Linked DNA regions of Cricetulus griseus: region 1 is linked to region 2. A link is a contact called in public Hi-C data. All regions are on one chromosome and are shown on one strand. The core of a region is the stretch at or near the end of the contact, and the rest is flanking DNA. Distances in the headings are between cores, read along the strand shown.

What was found. A called contact is a pair of places that touch in the nucleus more often than the background predicts.
Region 1: a contact with region 2 is called in a Hi-C map of liver, with 5 times the contacts expected there. The contact joins the promoter of Mrps23 here to the promoter of Vezf1 in region 2. A contact is called at or near these places in 7 of 8 Hi-C or Micro-C datasets (the CHK-Q cell line, the CHL-YN cell line, the CHO-K1 cell line and 2 more).

The regions. Positions count from the first base shown.
Region 1 is chr7:101,386,306-101,392,543 of CriGri-PICRH-1.0, reverse strand. It overlaps Mrps23 (28S ribosomal protein S23, mitochondrial), which reads right to left and starts at 3,170. Exons shown (of 4, transcript XM_035447874.1): 1 at 2,974-3,170; 2 at 2,067-2,237. The coding sequence starts at 3,017.
Region 2 is chr7:101,252,911-101,259,081 of CriGri-PICRH-1.0, reverse strand. Vezf1 (vascular endothelial zinc finger 1) reads right to left here and starts at 4,094. Exons shown (of 6, transcript XM_027426296.2): 1 at 3,889-4,094. The coding sequence starts at 3,921.

The DNA.
Region 1 (6,238 bases), core at 1,921-4,420, 130 kb before region 2:
GGTATCTGACCCCGTCTTCCAGCCTCCTCCAGCAGTGAACACACACAGCACACAAATAAACATGCAGGCAAAACTCTTACACACATAAAATAAAAAATAAATCTGTATTTTAAGATGGGTTAAATTTTGTCTATGCTGTGGAACATTTGTTTAATGATGAAAAGATGTGTTGCATTCTTTTATGTTGCATTTGTTAAACTCTGTGAAGCTGTGTTACTTTGTCTGTCTAAAACAGCTGCACAGCAATACCAAGGCAGGAGAAAGGATGAGCAGGGCAGGCAGAAAGAATAAATAGGAATCTGGAAGGAGGGTGAAGAGAGACTAAGGAGCAAGGAGAGGAGGACACCAGGGGCAGCCACCCAGCCAGCCATGGAGTAAGAGTGAAAGGTATACAGAAGTAAGAAAAAGCCCAGAGACAAAAGGTAGATGGGATAATTTAAGAAAAGCTGGTTAGAAATAAGCCAAGCAAGTTGGGCAGTGGTGATGCACGCCTCTAATTCCAGCACTTGGGAAGCAGAGACAGGAGGATCTCTATGAGGTCAAGATCAGCCTGGTCTACAGAGTGAGTTCCAAGACAGGCTCCAAAGCTACGGAAAAACCCTGTCTCAAAAAACCAAAATAAATAAATGAATAAACAAGCCAAGCTAAGGCTGGGCGTTTGTAAGTAAGAAAAAGTCTCTATGTGTGATTATTTGAGAAATGGGTGACAGGCCCTCAAAAGAGCAAAAGAGTAAAAAACAGCCAACAACATCCTCTGGCCTCCTGGGGCACCTGCATTCACATGCACAGAGACATATAATTAAAAATGAAAATAAATCTTAAAAACAACAAAATACCAGGAGGCAGAGGCAGAGGCAGGTGGATCTCTGAGTTAGAGGCCAGGCTGGTTTACAGAGTGAGTTCCAGGACAGCCAGGGCTACAGAGAGAAACCCAGTCTTGAAAAACTGAAAAACAAAACAAAACAAAACCCCTTTTAAACAGCATCCTCCTTCACCTTTACAACTCTAGGGTTTTGTCTTACAATGTGAAACAAGATTACAGGGACAATGTTTCCAAAGTGACAAAGCTAAGTTCCAGGAGCTGCCTTCAAACCACTACCTCAAAAGTTGGGTGATGGGTGATCCGTTCTCTCTCCTTCATGCTTTCCTTTCATTTCTCAATTTTCTATAATCAGTATGTATTAATATGCCAGACAAGGTGATACATCCCTATAATGCCAGGAATCCAGAGGCAGGAAGATCCCATGTCTCAAGAGAAAAAAAAGAAGAAATGCATGCTAAAGAAATAAAGTAGGCCAACACTTTTCCTCAAACTTCTGGTGATGACTACTTTAAGTGCTTTGCACTCCTAAGCATCCTTTCCTGGTGGCTTCAGTGATTGTTAGACGTTAAATCCACAGACCATGTTCCTTCCAAAGAAGCAACTTAAGCTTGGAGTCAGATGTAATTTCCCAGATCTGCCACCCTCCTGTGCAGCCATAGGCAGTTAACCTCTTGAGCCTCATAGTTCTCTTGAATAAAACAGAAGCAATGATTAACTGACTACTTTGACAGGGTTAAACTATATGAGATGATGTTTGTGAAGGGCTTATCATGGTACCTCAAAAAAAAAAAAAAAAAGAAAAAAAGAAAAAAATGACTGCCAGTAAACAGACAACTTTAGTTACAATGTTATGTCAGTTTGGGGGCTTCAGATTCCACTTCTTAGAAGTTCTGTTTCTGCCAGGCAGTGGTGGCACATGCCTCAAGTCCCAGCACTTGGGAGGTAGAGGCAGTTGGATCTCTGAGTTCGAGGCCAGCATGGTCTACAGAGTAAATTTCAGGACAGCCAGGACTATACAGAGAAATCCTGTCTCAAGCGAACAAACCAACAAACACTTCTATTTGCTCTCACCACAGGGAAGGAGACATCATTTTACTTACTATACAAGACCAACCCCAGGAAGCATGCCCCTGTCACCAACCCCAGGAAGCATGCCCCTGTCAGCTCGTTAGCAGACTTCTACATAAACCTTCCTTTCTGAAGGTCTGTTGTGTCATGCTCACTACAAGAGATAGCCACTCACGCTCGAATCTGATCTTCCCGGTAAAAGATGTCCTGGATGTCGGCTTTGGCTTTGCCATATCGCAAACGGGGCCTTCGGAAGACAGGCTCTCTCAGCGGCGGAAAGGCCTCATATACGTCAAACCACAGCGGCTTCTCCTTCAACACTCCAGCACGCATCAGATTCCTCGTCCTTAGAGGAAATAGAACCAAGGTCAGTCGATCACAATGGCCTGCCAAAGTCCCTGAACCAACTCAAGGCAGCCCGAGCAGCACAGCACAGCACAGCACCGGTGAGCTGAGCACGACTTCCCACATCCCACAACAACCCAGCAAAGCCAAAGTGTTGAGTCCCGTTGTTTAGGTCTCACGTAGCCTAGGACAGCCTTAAGCTCAGTACGCAGTGGAGGATAACCTTGAACTTAGTAGTGACTCCCTGAACTCCTCCAGTGCGACAATTACAGCGTGCCCACGCCAGGTTATCTTTTTGTTTTGACAAAAGTCCAACAGTAGCCTGACAGGCCTGACTTTCGCTACGTGGCCCAGGCTGGCCTGGGTCTTGCGGCGATCGTCACGCTTCACCTCCCAAGTGCTCAGAAAACGGGCAGGGGCCACCACACTCAACTTGAAGCCACTCCGTCTTCTTGCTCGTATCCCATCCCCCAGCCCAGCCACCGTTCCATGGTGGAAACGCAAGGACCGTCCGGGTCAAGCCCTTCAGCGTCTTCTTTATTCTAGGTCTCCACGCAAGTGGGGTGGCAAACACAATCTTTAAAGCGACGGATAAGGAATCCGAGGGGACGGCGACAAACATCCCGAGCCAGGAGGGAGCACGAAGGCTTCTCACGGCTCGGACACCCGCAACCGCGTCCCGCTCCAGCCACGCCAGGAGGGTCGTGACCCGCCGGGAACCCTGCTCACTCACGCACCGGGTAAACACGCTCCCAATCGTCTCCAGCCGGCTCCCCGCCATGGCCACCTAGGGCAGAAAGCCACTAGCTACGGCCGGAAGCGGAAGCAAACAAGCGAAGGGGGAACAAGCCGCTGGCCGAGCCGAGGATCGCAGTCTCGTCTCAGCGCCATCCGGAGGGCGGAGCCAGGCAGAAGCAAACGACGGGCTGAGCTGGCGCGGCGTTGCTCCCGCGGCGCGAGCGGGACTCAGGCAGGAGCAATCGATAGCCGGGCCGAAAGGGCGGGAGTGCGCCAAAGCTACGCGGGAGTAGTCAGTGCAGTTCAGGGCAAAGACTGAGTGTGGCACTTGCTTTCTTCTTTCTGACTTTGGGGAGCTTCCTTCCTGCACTTCCTGCCCCAGGTCGGGCAGTGTGGAGGGCTCGCGGAGATTAGGCACATCCTACAGTCGGGGCAGCCATCCAGTCTTGACATTTGAGGCCACCAGCGCCAGGCTCGATTAGGCCTAATCTTGGCCACTCGGGCTACGCAGGAGGAAACTGAGACCCAGCGAGAGGCGACGTCACTTTCCCAGGTGACACGACCGTCCAGGCCTCCTTCCTTTAACGGGGCTCGCTGGAGCAGTCTGCTCTCGCGCCCAGTGGAAAGCCGCCTGCAAGTAGCGCTTCCTCCGCTGGAGGCGGCACTCGCCCGCCAGCCCGCCAGCCCTGGAGTTTAAAAAGTGACAAACGTTCTGAACTAACGCGTCCGGAGAAGGAAACTGAAAATCTGGGGGGAAAGTAGCCTGTCCGTGTTCAGCTGTTCAAAGCATGGGTTTTGGAGGGATGGGTGCCTTAGATCAGGAGAGGCACTCCATAGAAATTAAGGCACTTATTTGTGCAAGGGCCGGCATCGTTGTTTGTAGCTACAAGACTAAAAAGAAAAAAAACAAAAAAAAATCCATCGGGCTGGAGAAAGCTCAACAGTTAAGAGCACTGGCCCAGGTTCGAGTTCCAACACTCACATAACCACCTGTAACTCCTATTTCAGGGGAATTCGATATCCTCTTCTGACCTCTGCAAGCACCAGGCACAAGCATATATGCAGGCAAAATATCCATACACATATAATTAATTAGTTAGTTAAAATTCGTCGAATGGCCGGGCTGTGGTGGCGCCTGCCTTTAATCACAGCACTTGAGATGCGGAGGATCTCGGAGTTCGAGGTCAGGATAGCCAGGGGATATGTAGAGAGACCCGATCTCTCAAAACAAACAAACAAAAAAGTAGCTGGAAAATTAGAGTTCATGCGTTCTGTGAGACCTTATGCAGCTATTAAAATTAGCAAACTAGGTCCATTTGTATCTACCTAGATTAGAGTCCATGGCTTGTGGTTAAATGAAAAAAAAAAAAGAAGAAGAAGAACAAACTACATCACTCGAGTGGGATTCCAGCCTGTAAGAGGGAAAAAAGAAAACCATTCACATGTGCCAGTGTTTTATAAAACCTGTGCCAAAGGATGTGGGACTGTGGACTTCAGTTATCCGCAGGACAAAAAATACAAGGGTGAATTCAGAAGTGGTTTTCTCTCCTTATTTTGCCTTGCAAAGGTTTGTATTCATATGTAAACTTTTTGACCCAATGAATGTTTTGAATCACACACTAGGTCTCCCAGGAGCCCATTATCTTTCTTTGTCCTTAGGAAAAACTATGAGGTCATCTAGAAATCCTCTCACTCTAAGGGAGGTCTCTGAAGGGAAGGTGGAGAATGTTTTCAGGGCAATTGCGGCTTGTTTATGTTATCTCACAGATAACTCCGCCTACCCACGGCGTTGCTATTATCATTCTCATTATGGATGGGAAAGCAAAGCCGTAGGAAGTTAATTACCTTTGTCTGATATGCAACGGATTTAGGCCCAACCTGGGCACCCCACAGTGCTTGCTACCTTAACTAGCCTAATGCTGGAGACTGGGGAACTGAAAGGCTGTAAGAAAACTGGCCTTAGCAGCTGGAGATGCTGAGGCCTAAACTGAGAGATGGGCATCACTTCTGCCTCAAAACTCTAGCCCCGGGGGCTGGAGTTGTGGCAGATCAGTTAAGTGCATATATTTCTCTTTCGAAGCACCTGAGTTCCCAGCATCACAACGACCTGTTAACTCCCACTCCACAGAGACCTGATGGCTCTGGAGTTCGTGGGCACCAGCCTGTACCTACACACACACACACACACACACTGAGAGTAGTTTTGAAAATAAAATAATTCTTTTAAAAAAGAGAGATGTGTGTCTGCAAGTCCACTACCTATAAACCAAGACATTATACTAAGTGTTTAACCTTAAAAGGAAAGGAAAGGAAAAAGGAATCAACTGTCAAGAGCTCCTAGGTCCTGGGTCCCTGAGATCTAGGGGAATCAGCTCTGGGGAGTAAACATGCTCCTAGCTAAATATAACCTTCCCAGTGCTCAACAACTTTCTAATTCTGTCTGTGTACGAGCTATCAACCGGCCTAGACTACAGACATACTTCCCTTCTCACTCCAAGGCCTGCCCCTGTAAGCTATCCCAGTCTATGCTGCAAAAGCATTAGAAAGGTTTATTCCAAGTTCACGGAGGAAAGCTGAGACATAAAGAAGAAATTACAAAGTGGGGGCTTTTTCTCTCTAAATTATCCTGGAGTGATCATCTTTTTTTGTTTTGTTTTGTTTTGTTTTTCGAGACAGGGTTTCTCTGTGTAGCTTTGGAGCCTACCCTGGTACTCGCTCTGGAGACCAGGCTGGCCTCGAACTCACAGAAATCCGCCTGCCTCTGCCTGCCAAGTACTGGCATTAAAGGCATGTGCCACCGTGCCAAGATCGTAATTTATTGAGATGGGCTATCAGTCTATGGATACCACTCAGTTGGTAGAATGTTTGTGTAGTATTCACAAAGTCCAGCATCAAATGAAACAGGATATGATGATGCACATATATCATTCCAGGTCTCCAGATGCAGAAGCAAGAGAATCAGAAGTTGAAGGTCATCCTCCCCAACAAAGGAACTTTGAAGCTGAGCTATGTATATAAGTCCCTGTCTTAAGGCTGGGAGGAGACAATTTCACACTATACAGCACAGGGTGCCTTTAAACTCACTCTATAACCTAGGCTGAACTCAAACTCTCTGAAATTCTCTGGCATCGGCATACCAACACATTGGTTGGGTGTTGTAGGAATTTAGTGGCATCACTGTTTCGGGATAACGATTAGAAAGAACAGCTGTTTTTTAGAGGTACTTTGACCTTGAAGAATTCTTGTGGAAAACGGTGATTGCTT
Region 2 (6,171 bases), core at 2,845-5,344:
AATTTACATTCCAGATTTAAGTATTTAACAGTACCTTAGACTGTGGCAACATACAAACTCTATTTACTACCAACATGATCATCTACTTGTCTGTTACTAAAGACATAAAAAGCACCAAGTCTCTCAGAAAACTAGTGATTGAGAAAGGGCCTGCTAAGCAATGAAAGGAATGCAGCTCTGTGAATACATACACTAGCGGTATAAGTTTACTTATAAAGTCCGTCACTTAACTCTACTGAAAGATTTGGCAGAAATGAAAGCTGCCATTTATCAACTAGAAAGGCCTCTGTGAAGGTGGCAAAACACCTGTCAGTTATTTCTCAGATCACGAATCCTCCTCTACTAGAGTCTGGGTCCTTTACTGACACTAGTAAAAGAGAAACCAAACTGCAACTGCACTCGAGTCCATCCTCTTCCAGAAGCAGGCTGTGACACAGTACTAGATGCATGCTCTCTACTTCAGAACTGTAGCTGGACCACTGTTTGGAAATTTTAGAAAATGATGGAAAAAGTTCTTGAAATAGCTCTTCCTAATATGTTGTTCTTTACCAACATTGTTTTTTTTTTTTTAATACTTGACAGTGAGCCCAAGCCCCTATGCTTGAGTTTTGCAATCCTAAAAGGATCATGCTAAGAGTTCCAAATATTTTAAGCATATTACATCCTAGGCAGAGCCTATCCCATCATCATAGACACTTTAGGCAGCTTTCTTACCCTTCACACTGTAACAACTTGATTACTAATCAAGACACTGAAAACAAAACAAGTGCCCAAGGAAGCTGGCAGAGCTCCTCCTTGGATGGTCAAGAACATCTATCCCACACTGTTCACTTAATGACAGTTCAGCAGCTGTGCCTACAACCACTCTCCCTAATGGTTAGGAGGCATGGCATCCAAAAATAGTGGTCTGAATTTAATAATTTTGACTTAAATGTCCCTTAGACTTTGGAATGACACTCAGAAATTGTAGCTACTAAGGGGTATCTTTCCAGATTCCATGTCCATGCTGAATTACAGTTCACTTTTCATCTAATGTGTGCAGCTCTTTTAACTTGGGGGTCTATCTACCCAGATGTACTTACAGAATTTGGTCCCTAATCTTACTCTTTTTTGAGCTAACTAGGATACCCAAGTTTCCATACTGAATACAAACAGTTAAGAGCTGAAGCTACCTCAAGATATACAATTTCAAAGGCTAACAGATCACACGCCATGGAATGCAAATCTTCTGGACAAAGTTCAAACTTATAACATTTCGAGCTATTTTTCAACTCTAAACAACTATTAGCAGGATGGAGTACTAAAAGAAATCATTGTCATTTTACCAATCCACATGTTTGTGAATACAGATTACTTTTACAGCATTACTGATGCTCACTCTCACAAGGGTCGCTCCCAGGTCCCTGCTTCTTGAGTAAAATGCTGTAGAACTACTAGAAACACTTCTCTATAAAGCCAGCTAAGAGGGCAATTTTCCTCAGCTTGTTTTCTGAGGAAGAGAGTTAAATAAAAAACCATGGCCTGTCTTCAGTGAAGTGATTTAATTCTCAAATATAAGTTCTCAGTAGGCTTTTATTTGACTATCATCATCATCACATCAAAGTTTAAATTTCATCTTCTAACTCAAGTGCACAGCTCTAGCCCTGCACAAGCTTTCCTTTTTCTGGTGCTGGCAAAAGACAAACCAGAAATGTTATTTCATCACTCAGGGTGGTAGGATGTGGAACCATGAAATCTCCGTTGCCAGAGGGTAAAAGATTTTGTACTGAAACAAATTAGCATTGGTGAGTCATATCTTGAATGCCCTGTTAGAAGAATCATCCATCAAATATTTTAAGAGCTACACTTTCACTTTCCACCATGTTATCTGGAAAGCAAGCAGGTTATTAAAATTTGTTTAAAGATATAAATTCAACAGGATGCTCCAAGAGACAGTTTCATTCTCCCTTTCCCCAGTGAGTAACTGAAAACTGGCACTGAATGTCTACTTGTACCTTTCCATAGGGGAGACTCAAAGTCTCTTTACTCTTAACTCTAAATTACAGCTTTTCCAACAATTTTCAGCACATACTGCCACGTCCAGGATCAAATATGAGCTTTCACATTTCCTCATCAGGTGGGAAAAAAATTAATAGGTTGGCGTTAGCTTTTTCCAGGAAAAGAATAGTTAAAATAGCCTTTCAAAAGTATTTCATGGGATCTTTCAACTAGCTTCCCAGAGATAAAACTGTGGGTTTCTCTTTTACATAAAGAACTTGTTTTGTTCGTTCTCCATTAAGTTCACAGATACTCCATCTAATCCTGTTTAAACCACTTCTATGGCTCATCAGTCCTTTATTGTAAAATGACCATTTGTAAGCGTCTTCTAAAGAAGGCATCTGCCATCTTTGCACCAACCCCCAGGCCAGCTAGCTCTGTATTTCTTTGCCAATGCATTTGTAAGTTGATTATCACTTTATTAACAAGTTCATCAAAGCACAATAAAACCAATACTAGACCAGGATGATAAAGTGGGAAGTTCATGAGTTCCAAAATCTTAGGAATTCCCGATTTTAGTAAGCCATTTATTGCATTAATTACTTAAAATCAAAATGCCCACACTTGAAAATATGCCTTAATACGACAAGCCAGGTTACACAATAGGTCATTTTGCGTTCTCCAGTTCCCTATATTAACTCCATCGAGATGGGACCAGATGCTGAGAGGATAATCTTTTGAGGATTCTGCATTTCCAAAGGTCTCAAGCGCCTAAGCTACCCGTTTGGAATTTTACGAAGTATTCATAAGAAAATAACTCTGAGGCAGGCGCGAAGGACACACTTTAAAAACGACGAGCTTCCTAACCTCCGGTTCTGAAGTTTCTACGTGAGCTCATCTCTACTGCTCATCAATGTATTTGCAAACAGAAACAAAGCGGGGGGGGGGGAGTTCCAAACAGTTCCAAAAGTGGCAGGGGAAGGGTATGGTTAAAGTGCCCGCTAAAGACACACACGCCACCGCTGAGACTCATCTGGGGGCTTTGTAAGCGGACTTTGCGCTCGCACTCCGCTTCCCGTCGCCCACTGGGCCGGAGCGAACGTTCGAGCGGGCCATGAGCGAGACGCGCTCGCTCGGAGAAGGTCGGGCCTGCAGGAGTCCCGGCCCCGCTGCTCCCCGCTCCCCGCCCCCGCCCGGCCCGGCCCCGCCAGCCCGGGGATTCCCCAAGCTCAATGGGACCGCAGGAGAGCTGGACAGAGGCGAGGGGACCAGCTGCCAGGGCTCAGCTAGGACTCGGACTAGGAATGGAAAAAAGTTTGCAGAGGGGAACCACGCTCGCAACACCCCCGGTCGGGTACACCCGAGGGGGCGGCGAGAAGGGGGAGTGGCGGCGAAGCCAGAGATACCCGCTATTCGCGGGATGTGGGAGGAGGGTCAGAAAGTCAACACACAAGCACACACACAAAAAAGAGAGGTGACGCGAAAGCGCGAGCGAAAGATGGATGGGGACTCGGAGCAGGACCCGGGGACCCCCTCGCTGCGCCGCGCGGCCGGATCGGGCGCGCAGTGGCCGAGCGGCCCGCGCTACCCAGCGGCCCGGCGCCCTCCTTTCTCTGGGCCGCGGGGTGGTGACAGCGACCGGCCTCCTCCCTTCCCCTTCGGGGCGGGAGGGAAGGGTGTGTGTATGCGTGTGTGCTGGGGGGGCCCCGGATTCACCCCGAGGCCTGCTTCTCCCCTGCACCCCGTGAGGCCGCCTCCTTTCACCCCGGCGGCCGGGCTCCGCCGGAGCGGGCGGGCGGAAAAACAAAGGGGGATTAAGGCCGGGCCGGAGAGCGGAGCCGGGAGGGGAGGAGCGCCCGCCCGAGCCCGGCCCGGCCCCCCTGGCCCCCGGCCCCCCGGGGCCCCCAGTACCTGGAACAGGAACGCGGTCCAGTTGGCCTCCATGGCTGCGGCGGCCGACCCCCCTCCTCCCCACTCCCCCCGCTCGGGGAGCCTCCTTAGCCGGAGGAGGCGACAACAAAGCGGCGGCGGCGCGGCGGCGGCAGCGGCAGCGGCGGCTCCTCAACATGGCAGCGCCGAGCGCGGCCACTTCCGGTAACCTCCGGGACGCACCACCGCGGCGGCGAGCGCGGGCGGGGGGGGAGCCCCGGCCCGGCCGCCGCCGCCCCCAGCCGCTCCGACCCCCTCCGGGCGTCCCCGCCGCCGGCGCGCCGCCTCGGAGCTCAGCCAGTGCCCGCGGGCGGTGGGGTCAGGGCGCCCGCGCGGGGGCTGGGGTGGGCCGGGGGCGGGGATGGGCGCGGCGCGTCCCCCCCCGCGGGGGTGTGTGATGCTGCGGTCCGTGGCTCAGGCAGCTGGAGCAGGGGGAGCTCAGGAGAGAAGATGGAGGACGCCAGGGTCTGGCGCTGGCCCGCTGGGCACAGCTGGGTTGCCTTGCGTGACTCTGATTCGGTGCCCAGCGGCGTCGCGTCCCTATCATACCCTTAGCAGCAGTCAGAGCTCCGGTCAATCACCTGTCTCTTCAGACGGTCAGCGCATCACAGCTTCCACCTACGAACTAGGGGAAGCTGGCTTCCAGTGTCGCTGCCCTCCGCGATTTTCATTCCTGGCCAGCGAAGCCCTCAGCACTCTTGCTAGAATAACGCCATCGCCCTTTGCGTGGCCTTCCAATTTGAGCAGGGAATTCCACTAGGGTACAGCCTTAGATCCTCCTAGTGTGGAGGGAAACACTTCCCACGCGCTCAGATGTCATTACTGGGTTATTCTTGGGTGAAGGACTGTGCTTCCCCATCCTTCCCTTTCATTCCAGATACAGGAATTATATTTTAAAAACCCTCTCACGCCAGGCTTAAAAACGAACAATAAAAACAAACGAGAAAGTATAGAGACAAAATTATTTTAGTCTCTTAGAACATTTTCACCGCCCCTCTTCCCCGAAAAAAAAGTCAGACTTCTGGTTGGACAGCGTCAGATGTCACTGAGGTGACCCCAGTCTGTTTGCAGTTCCCAGTCTTCTGTGTAGGAGTCAGCCACTGCTACTGGTTGGAATCTGTAGATCATAAGCCCACATGAAGTCTTGAATGTTTTCTATCCTTTCCTCACATAGGGGTAGCTACTGTGAATATCAGAGACAAACTACTATTAAACATGTGCCTCCAGTCCAAAAAATCTGTGGTGGGGAAATGAGCAGGCAGGCTCCATCTATGGTATTTTTACAAACTTTTTTTTTTTAATTCCTCAGATGGGCACATTATTTCAGGACTTCAACATATTTCACACTGACTATATCCCCTCAAGACACTTCTAATGAAAGACACATTTTCAACCTCCCCCAATATATACAATCCAAGTGGCATAGTTGCAGAACTCAGAATAGAAACTGAAGAGGTACAGTACCTTGATCTGTTTTTCCACCCATTAAACAAGTAAATATATTGCCCTCCCACTCTTCCATCAGTCACCAGAATAAAGGGCCTGGGAAATGGTGTCTGCTCCCTTTTAGTGTTGACTCCACATAGATACTGCCTGGAGGCCTTGGGTATGAAGGAGAAGTCCAGCAGTTGGGATGGATCAGTAGCAGTAACCACCAGACAACTGGTCAGCCTAAGACAGGAGGGGACAAAATGAGTTTCTGATATATCCCTCAGCTAAACTGCTTCATGTTCCCTGTGTCCATTAGTCTCTTTTGATATTTCTGAAAGCACAAGTTTACAGGTACATGTAAAAGAACAAGATAATTAACATATGTTCTTGCACTGACCTTGGACATAGTATATCCTTGTACTTTCATTCAGTGGATAACTAGTCTCTGCTTCTTCCCTCCCTGAGAAGATTCACTTCAAGGTCTGTATGTATGTTTGCTTTCCCTCCTGTGAATAGCTGCTTCTCTCTTTAGCTGCTCTTTCAAAGTGTGATTAAACACAAAACCATTCTAATGCCAATACTATGGTATCTAGGAACCCCTTCCCCAGCAGTTTCTCATAGCACTTCTCAGTAAGGGTTTCCCCATGACAGGAAGTAGAGGTCAAGTAAAAACAATTAAGCACTCATACAGAAGAGCTAGATTTTAGGGGGAGATAGCTAATTTCACCTCTATCCATAAGACAGAACCAGAATTCCTGATTGTTCCTCAAACTCTTGCCTAAAAAGGAAATTAACAATCTTTTAAAAATGTTCAAATTGGCAAGGTGGTAGTGG